2 separate regions of the Mus musculus genome follow, and region 2 is linked to region 1. The links are chromatin contacts, called in public promoter capture Hi-C maps. All regions are on one chromosome and are shown on one strand. The core of a region is the stretch at or near the end of the contact, and the rest is flanking DNA. Distances in the headings are between cores, read along the strand shown.

What was found. Capture Hi-C pulls out chosen DNA fragments and counts their contacts.
Region 2: a promoter capture Hi-C map of pancreatic islet shows a contact between it and region 1. The contact joins two enhancer-like sites. A contact is called at or near these places in 1 of 115 datasets of contacts at active chromatin or transcription factors (embryonic stem cells) and 3 of 9 other capture datasets (adipose tissue, liver and pancreatic islet).

What each region holds. Positions count from the first base shown.
Region 1 is chr15:58,949,273-58,955,183 of GRCm38.p6, reverse strand. It overlaps Mtss1 (MTSS I-BAR domain containing 1), which reads left to right. Exons shown (of 15, transcript NM_144800.2): 9 at 1-78; 10 at 1,573-1,670; 11 at 3,504-3,714. Among named protein-coding and RNA genes, the nearest start is that of Ndufb9, 18 kb to the right of the region's middle. Within about 2 kb of position 2,408, at least 6 of the 459 cell types and tissues checked have an H3K27ac peak or open chromatin away from gene starts, as enhancers often do. A contact at or near this core is called in pancreatic islet, where this site is marked.
Region 2 is chr15:59,027,623-59,033,533 of GRCm38.p6, reverse strand. All of the region lies in intron 3 of Mtss1 (MTSS I-BAR domain containing 1), which reads left to right. Among named protein-coding and RNA genes, the nearest start is that of Gm41330, 36 kb to the right of the region's middle. Within about 2 kb of position 3,308, at least 109 of the 459 cell types and tissues checked have an H3K27ac peak or open chromatin away from gene starts, as enhancers often do. A contact at or near this core is called in pancreatic islet, where this site is marked.

The DNA.
Region 1 (5,911 bases), core at 1,159-3,658:
ACCCACCTTCAGACCATATCGGAGGATCTGAAGAGCCTGACCATGGACCCTCACAAGCTGCCCTCCTCAAGTGAACAGGTAAGAACTGTGGACCGAGTGGTCAGGGACCAGTCTAAGAAAGACACAGAATTCAGGGCTCTGGTCATCCGTGTGGCGTCCATTGTGTCTGAAATTACACCCAGATGTGACTATGTTGTTCACATCGTCACTGTGGCGGTTATTGTGGCCAGCCCCTGGGTTATGCTGTATTTCCATCCTTTGTGAACCATTGTCATTCCTTTTCACTATTATAGGGAAAGACGCTGAGGTACTGAGAGGTGAGGGCCTTTAGCTAAGGCCACCACTCTAGTAAGCAGTGACACTAGGATTTCAGTCAGGAGATCCATGACCAGATCCGGGCTCATCCTCTCTGAGCCGAGAGCTATCAAAGGACCCCATGTCACTCTGATGCCATGGCCGGCAACCCTCTCTGGAGCGAATAAAGTCATTCATGAGAACCTCTCCCATCCGAGGAAAAGATGATGTATTTCTAAATGCTTTTACTCTTTTGGGGTGTGTGTGATATTGATACTCTATGTCTAAGTTAGGGTGCTGGGAACAACACCGTGACCAAGGCAACTCTTACAAGGCCATCATTTAATTGGATCTGGCTTACAGGTTCAGAGGTTCAGTCCACTATCATCAAGGTGGGCGCATGGCAGCATCCAGGCAGGCATGGTGCAGGAGGAGCTGAGAGAGTTCTACATCTTCATCTGAAGGCCTCTAGAAGAAGACTAGCTTCCAGGCAGCTGGGACAAGGGTCTTAAAGCCCATGCCCCCAGTGGCACACCTACTCCAAGACCATGCTCCTAATAGTGCCACTCCCTGGGCCGAGCATCTACAAACCATCACAGTGTATCAAGTGGGGGACAGCTGACCAGCCACATGCCGGTTTGAGCCTTTTGCAGACAGTTCTTACTGTCTGCTTGGACAGTCAGCTGAGAAGCTAAATTTGGAAGCTTTGTGGTTTTCTGTCTATGAGATTTTTGTATTAAACTCGAATATGTGTTAACTCAGTAAGTAGACCTGAGTGGGGTGCCTGTAAAAGAGAGCAAGAGGTGGACCTTACACTCAATGGCTCTTTGTCACCAGGGAGACACACAGAAATGATTGTGATACGATTTGGCTCACTCTTAGGGAGGTTTTCGTGCTTCTAGCCTGGTCAAATAGGACACGAGTGTCTACTGAACATCAAGTGGTTACGGTGCAGCCAGCGAGCCCCCAAACCATTATTGTCTTTACAGAGCTGCAGGCTGAAAACTGATTTTTAGCCTGTGTTTAAAATAGCTTTTAGGAGTTGTTAGTCCATCACTGTCATCATCTCTTTCTCCTGGTATTCCATGGCTTTCCTCTCTAACTCCCCCACCCCGTCAACGCCAGCTTTTTGCTCGTCTCTGAAGGACTGTGACACGAAGGGATAGGTACTGTGGCCCTTTAGTTGAAATGGGCATCTTCTCTGTTAATTCTGCCCCTCTCTGTGGATGACGCCCCTCCCATCCGTCCCTTACACAGCTGTGCTCTCTGTCCCTTCAGGTGATTTTGGACTTGAAAGGTTCTGACTATAGTTGGTCCTATCAGACGCCTCCTTCTTCTCCCAGTACAACTATGTCCAGAAAGTCAAGTGTCTGCAGGTAAGTGAAGCCCAGGGCCTCCTAATGCTTTCCGAGATCTATTTATGTGAGTGCAACGAGGAGCCAGGCTGTATGTCCAAAGGGGCCAATTTGAAATAGGAAATAGTGAGGCGAAGAATGTACTCACTCTTAAGTCTGTCTCTGTCCGTCATTCCCCACCACTAGTGTTCCGAGCCCAAGGTAGACCGTTTCTTTCCTTTTTAAGAAGTTGATCTAACTGTAGCTGGGACAGAAGCTACGGTGGCTTTGGCCTTGCTGTATCCTTCATGCCTACTCACACCATTCCTTGTGGAAATAAGCATTTAGGGTCCTGGGCCCTACAGGACCATTATGTAGTTTCACGAGGCAGCTATTCTTGGTCTGCGAAGGGCAAAGGTTTATTCTGTTCTTGAAAGTTGCAAGCATCACCTGATATGGCTCCCTGCCTCGGTCCCATACTACCGCTGCCGCCAATCATTTGACTTGACGTAGCGAAACCAGATGGCTGTGAAGTAGCCTAGAGAGGAAGGAGCAGGGACTCAGCTCCGGCTGTTAGGGAGATGCGGCCCAGCATCCTGCCTGCTTCATTTCACCCTAGAGCTTGTCGGGTACATAGGTGGCAGGCAGTTCCAGTCAAGAGGCTATGTCCTCACCTCTTTCCCGAAGATGTTGCTTGTTTTCTTGGCGCCTTTAATGGGCTGTATGTTTACTTGAGTCAGAGGAAAATCCTTTTTATGTTTCAGTGGCTCAGCAAGGCCCGTCTCATTAGCGCAGAACAAGCTACGCTGCCTTCTCCTCCTGGCCTTACTCAGTTGCACTGACAGGAGCTGGCTGGAGTGCCTTTCGGTCCCCAAATGCCATCTTCTGGCTAAAAATCGTAGCATTTATCCCCCCACGGCTGTTTGCTCCCCCTGCTGTGCTCACCTGTGTGTGACAGATCCCTGTGTGTGACAGATCCCTGTGTGTGACAGATCCCTGCAAGGCGTCTTAGCATCGACCAGCCACAGCCACACACGTTTGCAAACCCTGAGGCTTCCCCAGGCTTGCCAGGCTACATCCCCCCAAGGGGTTTTGTAACTGCCCTGCACGTTTTAGCTCTGCTTGCTTGCAGGTAGAGCACCTCCAGGGTCAGAGCCATTACCCTACTTCCTGCTTATTGGTTCACCGTAGAAGTAAGCAGCTTAGCACTGACTGGCTCTCCTCACCGAAAGCTGCCCATGCTGCTACACCCAGCCACACATGGTTTAACAGGGAAATGCCCACGAAGGAGTAGAGCCAGTGGTCAACTCACCATACATAGCGCTTGCACTCAGTCCCGTCCACCACCACCACCACTACCCCCGCCGCCCCCCATCCCCTCCCCCTCCGAGTTGATTGGCCGATGTACTTTGGTGGATGGAATCCACTTAGGATGGGATCCATCTTAAGCATAGGGTACCTGCCAGTGCTGTTTAGCTGTGTGGCCTCTGGTCATCTGGATCCAGGTAGTCTACCCAAGGATGTGAGACCATGTCCCTGCTTTGGACTTAGCGGTTTCTTGCTGCAGGCAGAAGAGTTCGCCCCCACTTCTTTCTTTATATCTCAAGTGTTTGTTCCCCAGTTTTGTTGGTAGGTGGCACAGTAGAGTTGGGCCTCATTGCTTTTTTTTTTTTTTTTTTTTTTGGTAAAAAGTATAGGCTCTTGCATGCTAAGACTGCCACGTAGTAGCCTCAGAGACCCGAAACCTAGCTCTCTTGCTGTTTGCCTAAAAGAACCTCTCGCTCACCAGCCCGATTGGGTCTTGGATAACATGTCCTGAGTTTGTATGCTTCTCCGGGGCAAGGAGCTGACGTTTCCTTGTGCTTTTCCCAACAGCAGCCTGAACAGCGTCAACAGCAGTGACTCCCGGTCCAGTGGCTCCCACTCGCACTCGCCCAGCTCGCATTACCGGTACCGCAGCTCTAACCTGGCCCAGCAGGCCCCCGTGAGGCTGTCCAGCGTGTCCTCCCACGACTCAGGATTCATATCCCAGGACGCCTTCCAGTCCAAGTCACCCTCTCCCATGCCACCTGAAGCTGCCAACCAGGTAAGGACGCCCTTCACCCAGAGAGCAGCAGGCACCCAGGGAGCCCTGACCACTGCTGATGGGTCATTTAAAAGAGACCCCCCCCCAAAGGGAGAGATCCTCTAAGTTGGGCTGGAAGCCTGTCTCAGCATCAGCAGTAGTTAAAAATACTGTGTTGGTTGGGTAAGCTATCACTTCTAAGTAGGTAGCCTCAAAGAGACTGCGTCTCTCCCCTGCATCCTTGTAGTACCTAAGTTGGTGTGACATTATGCTCCACAATGGGGACACCTCCTCTTCATGTCATCTCAGGTTTTTCCCCAGGGACAGAGACTCTATTGGTGAACAGTGATAACCCAAACCCTCAGTTCCAGTGAGAATGGCTTGTTAGAGCCCCCGTGGGTAACTCTGTTGGCACTTTGACCCCTTGAGGAGGAAAGATGTGTAATCTCTCCATGTACCATAGTTTGGATGACACTCACCGAGCTAGACCAGGTCTCTTGTGTGTGTTGGTGGTGTATACAACCCTTGGGGTGCCTGTTTCTTAGGGCCAGTTTGTCAGCTTTGGCTCCACACTTGTTAATTAATTAGCACAGTGTACCCAATGCTAGGACATGATTGGTGCCACCATCTATTGGGGCCCATCTCTAGCGCCACCTGCTGGAAGGCAGAGGAGTGTGGGGAGGCTGAGCCAGAGAACCTGGTTGCTCAGCCAAGGTTAGCAAGTGCAGAACCTCATATTTCAGAGCTCTTCAGCATTATTTAGCCATGTGAGCCTTTCCCCTCATTTTCCCCCTTTAGAGATGCGATTTCCCACAGAAAAACTCTGGCCTGAGCGAGCTTGGCCTGAGCGAGCTGCATTTACTTTCAGTATGTTTGTCTCAGCCAGGGTGCCTTGGCTTGGCACCCAGGGCCTCCATCCCTCTAATGTGCTCACTAAGCCATGCCTGCTGTGCTCCTACCAATCCGAATGTGGTCAGAAGGAGGGCAGAACTATTGTCTCCTTAAAGGTCACCTAGTGTGCAGTCTAGCTCTCTCTGTTTCTGATGGATTGAGAACTAACACAGTCTCGTACCCTGATAACCCTTGCTGAAACTGCAAAGCCTTTCTCTCTTCTCATGCCGCTGTTAGTGGCCCAAGCACAATTTATGCCCCAGTGATGTCTGGGGGAGCAAAAGATAGTAAATTGGGGGGGGGGGTCGGTCTCTGAGGTCTGAAAGCTTGTACTTACCTGGCTAGTTTCCAAGAGTAGGCTAGGGGAAGTGCCTGACACTCAAGCCAAGTTTGGATTTTCAACACTTACCAGGGTGGAGTGACACATGCCTCTCACCTCAGTGAACACTGGGAGGCTGCGGACGGGTGATCCCCTTGCTGGGTAGTTAATGAGGCCAATCAGTGGTTTCTGGGTTTAGTGAGAGACCTTGTCTCAAAGAAGCAGGGGGACAGGAGAAAAGGACACTAACACTAACCTCTGGCTGCTTCACACACAGCAGTAGGCTTTCTGTTTGTTTGTTTGTTACTGGATGTGGAACCCAGGGTCTGTTCTCTCTCTCTCTCTCTCTCTCTCTCTCTCTCTCTCTCTCTCTCTCTCTCTCCCCTCCCCCAACCCCCCTCTAATAAGCTCTTTGTATGTTTTGTTGGAGCTAGGTGTGGAACACACACGCACACACACACACACACACACACACACACACTCACAGAGGTGGGGGGTGCACACGCGCATACACACCAGTAGGCTCTCTGTATGTTTTGTTGGTGCTGGGTATGGAATCCAGAGTCTCTCACAGGCATGTGACCAACCATTGTCTTACATCCCCAGCCTTAGGATAGTTATAAGCCAAAGGATGCAGCAGAATTTAAAAGGGAATTATTCCTTTTCAGACAGCACAGCTGCTTGCAATCAAGTAAAGAGGAACTTGTAAGACATTTCCCAAATCGTACCAGCCAGAGGGCTCCACCTCCCCTCTGAGATAGGAGAGGGATAGAAACATGAATCTGGCGTCCTTGACGGTTGATCCAGGCACTCATAGTGCTGAAGGACCCGGTTTACTTAATCAAAATGGAGTTAAGCTAGAGTTTGTAGCTAACAGTGAGGGACTTGGAGTAAGGAGCCTGGTGTCATGAAGTAGAGAGGGCTAATGGGGAGTGGTGTGGGCTTTTGAAACCTCAGAGCCTGTCCCCAGTGACATTCCCTGTAGCAAGGGCATATTTCCTAATCCTT
Region 2 (5,911 bases), core at 2,059-4,558, 77 kb before region 1:
AGGCTGGAACCATTCCTGAGAGAACAAGGCTTCCTTGTTCTAAAAACGTGGATCAAAATGACCAGTGAAGATCCTGGTGTGAGGGATGGCCAGTCCCAGTGTCTCCTTTCTACCACGGCTGTTAGAGCTCTCGGAAGCTTCCAGGGTTCAAAACCTTGGTGGGGCAAGATGCATTTTGGTATGCTTTGTATTTGGCAGTGTGACCTGTACTGAACACACCAGATGTTTAGAGGACACCTACTGACCAACTCGCACAGGGAACTAGTGTTTTAACTTTTAGCTTTAAGGTCGCCTGTCTTCAAACTGTGGTCCCCTGGGAGGAGGCGGTTAAATGGGTCTCTAAACATTCCTATGACAGAGTTTGGCTCTTGGTCTCTGCTGTGTTCTTCCTGTTTTGCCCTCGCCTGGTTCTCTTTTGGTTCACGCAGACCTCTGCCTTTCCCTCCCCTATGAACAAGAGGAATTGTATCTCAGAACTTCAGCGCCAGCCATTTAGAGCAGTGCTATGCAAACTACACCCCAGAAAATGAGTTTGCCACTTGTCCATAAGCTGAGAAAGGCTTTCAGATCGTTGGAATCTGTCACAGTCTAAGGCGACATGGAATTTTAGTTGAAATGTGTGCCCATTTCTGGGAATGCACCTGGCTGGTTCTCCTGGGGCTTGTCCATGGCCACCACTGTACCCTTATGGAGCTGAACTGTTCTGGTAGAGACTAAATGGCCTTTTCTGGGGACATTCTAGTTTCCTTTAAAGCAGAGCACCTTGGAAGGATGGAGGTGGAAGCAGAGATGGAAAGTGAGTCATTTATTTCCCTGTGTAAATTGAAATGTTCGGAGTGAAATTGTCTTTTAAGTAGCCACCTCCACCCCAACCCCAATTGTTTATTCCTTAATTGAGAGCCTTTGATTGGAGAAAACAAAAGAATGAAATCAACAACAGATGTTCATGGTGATGCTAAGGGAGAAGACTTCTATGTCGCTCTTACAACCGTGATGATCTTGCTCCCATCCCCCTCCACACCCCTAGTGCCTTTACAATTTCAATAGTCTATTTTTTGCCTGTGCACCCCATTGGGAGGAGCACAGTATGAGAATGTTCATCTGCCCCACTCTATTATGTGTACGGTGAAGAATATTTGAAGTGACATGTGGCGGCCTGGTTCTTTAATCAGCGTGTGTATGGCACTGTGCTGGCTGCCGCCCAGGGGCTGAATCCCCAAAGGCTTGTTTCCCAGAGCGAGGCTGCATTTTGCCCCCTCGACACACCCGTTGTGATTTAATTCTCTATACCAAATCCGAAACCCAGAGACCCAGACTTTAGATGGGAAAGGGATCTGAGGGAAGTGGGACATTTTTCACGATGACGTAAGGCTTCTCCACTCGGAGAAAGGATTGGTTCTTTCTCTTTGTCTGGTGAGGAGTGGTCTTGGAAGCCAAGTACTGAGGATATTAAGGATAAGGTCAGCCTTTTCCATTGACGGGGGTTTGATATTGGGCATGTCGCTCTTCCACCATTTACCGAGATGTTTGGAATTGTAACAGAGATTCGCTGGGTTTCTACACGTGGGAGCATCATCTCTGGGTGGTCGTGGGATGCCACCTTTGATGGAAGGGCAGCCAGGGCGTTCTGAGGTCACCTAATTAGGCAGCAGTGAAGGAAAGCGCCAGAGTAGAGAACCATGGCCCTCCTTCCCCTGTATCATTTCTTCCCTTCTCTCCGTATTCCTGTAGTGTCATATTTTGTTTTTTAATCTAACCTTTCATGCCACCGTCTCATTTCCCATGCGTATCTGGAATAATATCCAGCTTCATAAAAGCCCTGCCGCACATTCTCAGTTATGAGTAATTTCTAAAAGCCTAATAATTGGCAGTCACCTTCTCATTCCTTTGTGTCTGACTCTGCTGTGGAAATTCTGGAAAGTCTTGGCCATTTTTTCTTATAAAAAGGTGGAAGGGTTGGAACCTTATAGGTTAATGAGGAAGGCAGCATGCCCCAAATACAGTCCACAGCACCAGGCTTCACATACGTGTGTGTCAGAGTCAAACGTAAAAGAACTTTAAAAGTTAACAGCCCTCCACAGGAGCGTGCACAGCGGTGCGGTGCATGATAGTCAGAAGATGGAAGCCAGCCACCCGGCTTCCGTTGGATGACTGCAGGAGCCGATCGTGACATCTAGCTAATGGGATATTATCAGAGCTTAGAAAGAACGAAGTGTTGATACACACTGCAATTTAGATGACTCTCAAAAGCCCCTTAAACTCAGACGCCCTTGTCGTACAGTCTACCTTGTGTGACTCGGTCTGAATAGGTGGACAGAGAACCAGGAAGATTCATGGTTGCTGGGGCCCTGGGAGGGCAAACTGAAGACTCCTGCAGAATGAGCCTGGGGGCTGGCTCTCTTGAGCCGGTGGAGACATTTTGGAGTTCTTTGGAGGGGATCCTTGAGCAGCATCCAAAGTATCTAAGAGGCAGTGACCTCATTAATTAAACTGTCCCGTGTTCTTGCATCGGCCCCAGTGACCCCCCCCCCCCCCCGGCACTTGTTGGTCTCCAGCCCTCCTCCCTCATGATGCTTCCTAGTGACACATCTGGTAGGCTGGTGGAGAATCAGGGTCTTCTGTAAGCCTCACACCTTCCCTTCGGAGGCCGGCAAAGCATTTGATCCTGTTACCCTCTGATGGTGGAGGGGTCTTCCCAGCTTTGCTATTGTCCCAGCTCTCTGACTTGCTTCTCTCTGCTGGGATTGGAGACAAGAATGAGCGGGATCTAACCTCATACATACGGTGGTTGGGAGTTTTACATAAGACTGACAAGTGCCTGGCAGAGGGTTAGCACACACGTGCATATAGTTAATCTTATGCCTGTCCTTTGGGTTCTCTGAGTTCATGGAAAGATGGTGGGAGGGAACCCTGTGCCCCAGAGTGACCTGTGGTACACGAGTCTACCTCACTCTGCTCTAATCTTCAGCCTTTTGTCTCTTCCACTCTTTGCTGAGGAGGAGCCTCTGTGTTTGGAGGGGAAGAGAGGTCATGGTTAGCTGGGGCTGATCACAGCAGAAAGGCTTCCTGGCTTTAGCTGCAGCTCCACCAGGGCCATTGTCCGGGTAGGCCTGGTGGCTGCTTCCATGAAGTGTGACACTTGTCAAATACCCTTAGGTTTGGGAAAGACAAGAAATAAAAGAAACGGGGCTTCCTGCCCCCGTGCCAGAGCCCCATCATCAGGATGCACGAAGGCAGGATGAACGTGTGGCTTCTAGTCTGGGTCTCCCTCCCCTGTAGTGGCATGAATTGATGGGGCCCATCTGTCTGCTTCAGCAAGCAGGATGAAGTCATAGTGCTTAAAATAGCTCAAGGGACTAGCGCAGTCCTCTCTCCCTCACCCCCTGAGGACTTTCACACAGGATTTTGGAATCGTGGCTTGGGTGTCGGTTTCCTTGGTAGGCCCACATCTGGGTGGTGCGTGCGTGTGCCCAGCTCTCCTTCATGCCCGGCACTTCTGAGAGTGATTCCTTTCAAGGAGGGTCTCTTCAGACCCACCTTGTGTGGTCCCTTCTCATCACTTCATTTCATGTAGTTTTCCTGCCCTTGTCTCTTCCACACTGTCCTGAGGTGGATAGAATGCGCAGGAACTTCCCTTCCCAGCTTGAGATAACTCTGAAGAAGGCTTCGCTTGCTTGGCACAGAGCTAAGTTCTTCAGTTCTGCTCTTGGGGCTTAGCTAACTAGGAAAGGAAGCAGAAGCCAGTCCTGGTCTCTTTCCTGACAGGAAGCAGAGGGCAACGTTCTTCCACCATGCCCTTCTTACTGCTTCGTAATTCCAGGTGACTATCCAGGTGGATAAAGGACGTATGGATGTCCTTTAGCATTGGTATGGCCTTTGTATTCCTTAGAGACTAGTACTGGCCTTTTATTTTACTTTACACTTGATTCAAGAAGAGGGATAAACCCCCCCCACCAAATCCCCAAATTCATACTGTCCTTGGAGAGAATTACAATGTATTTATTCCATATGACTCTCCAGAGATTGCAGCTTCACAATTTCCCTTCAGACTTCTACAGAGTTACTACGGCCTCCTGTGCCAGCAAGCAGGAAGCATGTGAACTCAGTAGGCTGTCACCATCACACTGGTTGGGACTTGGCTAGTCCACCATTGGAAAACCTTAACTTGTTTGCATGTCTTATTTTACAAGGGAAATGGATATCAGACAAGGGTAAGCGGTGACTTGATTGCCCTACTGGACCTGTCCTCAGATTTGCCTTTGGGGCATTTCAGCTGCTCTGCTACTGCAGAGAGTCTGTTTTAAAATTTGAGCCATCTGGTTGGAGTGAGCAAGTGTCAGAACGCTGTCTCCACTTTGATCCTCTTCTGCAAAGAGACCCTCCTCCCTGGGAACCTGGCAGTCCCGGTGCAGGTATCTGTACCTGGGGAGCAGAGGTCTGGGGACAGAAACAAGGTGTTTTCCTGCACAGAGGACAAGGTGGGCTTGGTTAGAAAGAGATAGGATAGCTGGGCAGTGGTGGCACACGCCTTTAATCCCAGCACTTGGAAGGCAGAGGCAGGTGGATTTTTGAGTTCGAGGCCAGCCTGGTCTGCAGAGTGAGTTCCAGGACAGCCAGAGTAACCACAGAGAAACCCTATCTCAGGGAAGAGGGGGGTGGGGGGTGGGGAGGAGGAGGAGGGGGAGGAAGAGGGAGGAGAGGGAGAGGGACTTTGGCTGAGGAGAGAACTTGCAGTTTAGAAGTACCATATAGAGAAAAATAATTGAAGAAGCTGCACCCAGCATGGCAGACTAGAAGAGAGACCATTTAGAACCGCAGTGGACTATGCTCTGTGGCCAGTAACCCCCTACGGACAAGTGTGCCAGGTCTGAGCTACGATCTGGATGCTTCCATGGAGCTGATTTTTTTTTTTTTTTTTTTTTTTTTTTTGAGACAGGGTTTCTCTGTGTAGCCCTGGCTGTCCTGGAACTCAATTTGTAGACCAGGCTGGCCTTGAACTCAGAAATCTGCCTGCCTCTGCCTCCCAAGTGCTGGGATTAAAGGCATTCGTCACCACACCTGGCTCATGGAGCTGATTCTGATGGAGACTCAAGGAGCCCTGTGTCTCTTACTTTGCATTTTCTTGGGTGACTAGACCTTCGGGCACTCATGTGTCCAGGTCCTAAGCCATTTTAAAGTGATGCTTTGGAGTTGTCAGAGAGAGACGACTACTAAGTCGCTTCTTCTAGACTCTAGAATTTTCTTCCTTAACCTTAGAGATGGGAAGAACTGCTTTCTTCGTAATTAGGAGCGAGGGGTTTTTTTTATGGCTCATCCTTAAACCTCTGGCTTTACCGTCTCATGTATAAATGTTTAAAAAAGGACTCAGCGAGAGCCCCTGGCAAGTCCTGGGTGCTGTGCTCATGGTGTTGACCATGACACCTCTCAAAGCACATAAACTTGTTGGGTTCAGGCAGTCACTGGTACTTTAATTACCAGCTGCTGCGGACTTGTGAAACTCCATCTTAGGAAGAAGGAAGTTAGAAATCTCTGACCACTGCCTGCAAGCTTGCAGGGTCTGACCGTTTCCTGTCTCTTTTTACCTCTAACCCCACCTGTTCCCCGTGCTCACCTCTCCAAATTCCTGTTCATCCCAGAACCAATGTGCCTGCTGTTCCCTCTGCTGGAAGTCTTGTTCTCCACACCTTTGGGTTGTTCCAGCCCCAGCGTGGGGAACCCTTTTCAGCCACACCCCTGTCCTCTGCATCCTCGGTCCTTTCTCTGTCTTTGTTCTGCATATTGTACTTTATTTTCATGGCTTCTTCCTCCTATGTTCCTCCCAGCAGCTTGGATGCTCCAGGAGCACAGACTTTGTATCATTGTTTATCTCCTTGGCAACTGATGCTCCGTGAATAATCACCGAGTGAATGAA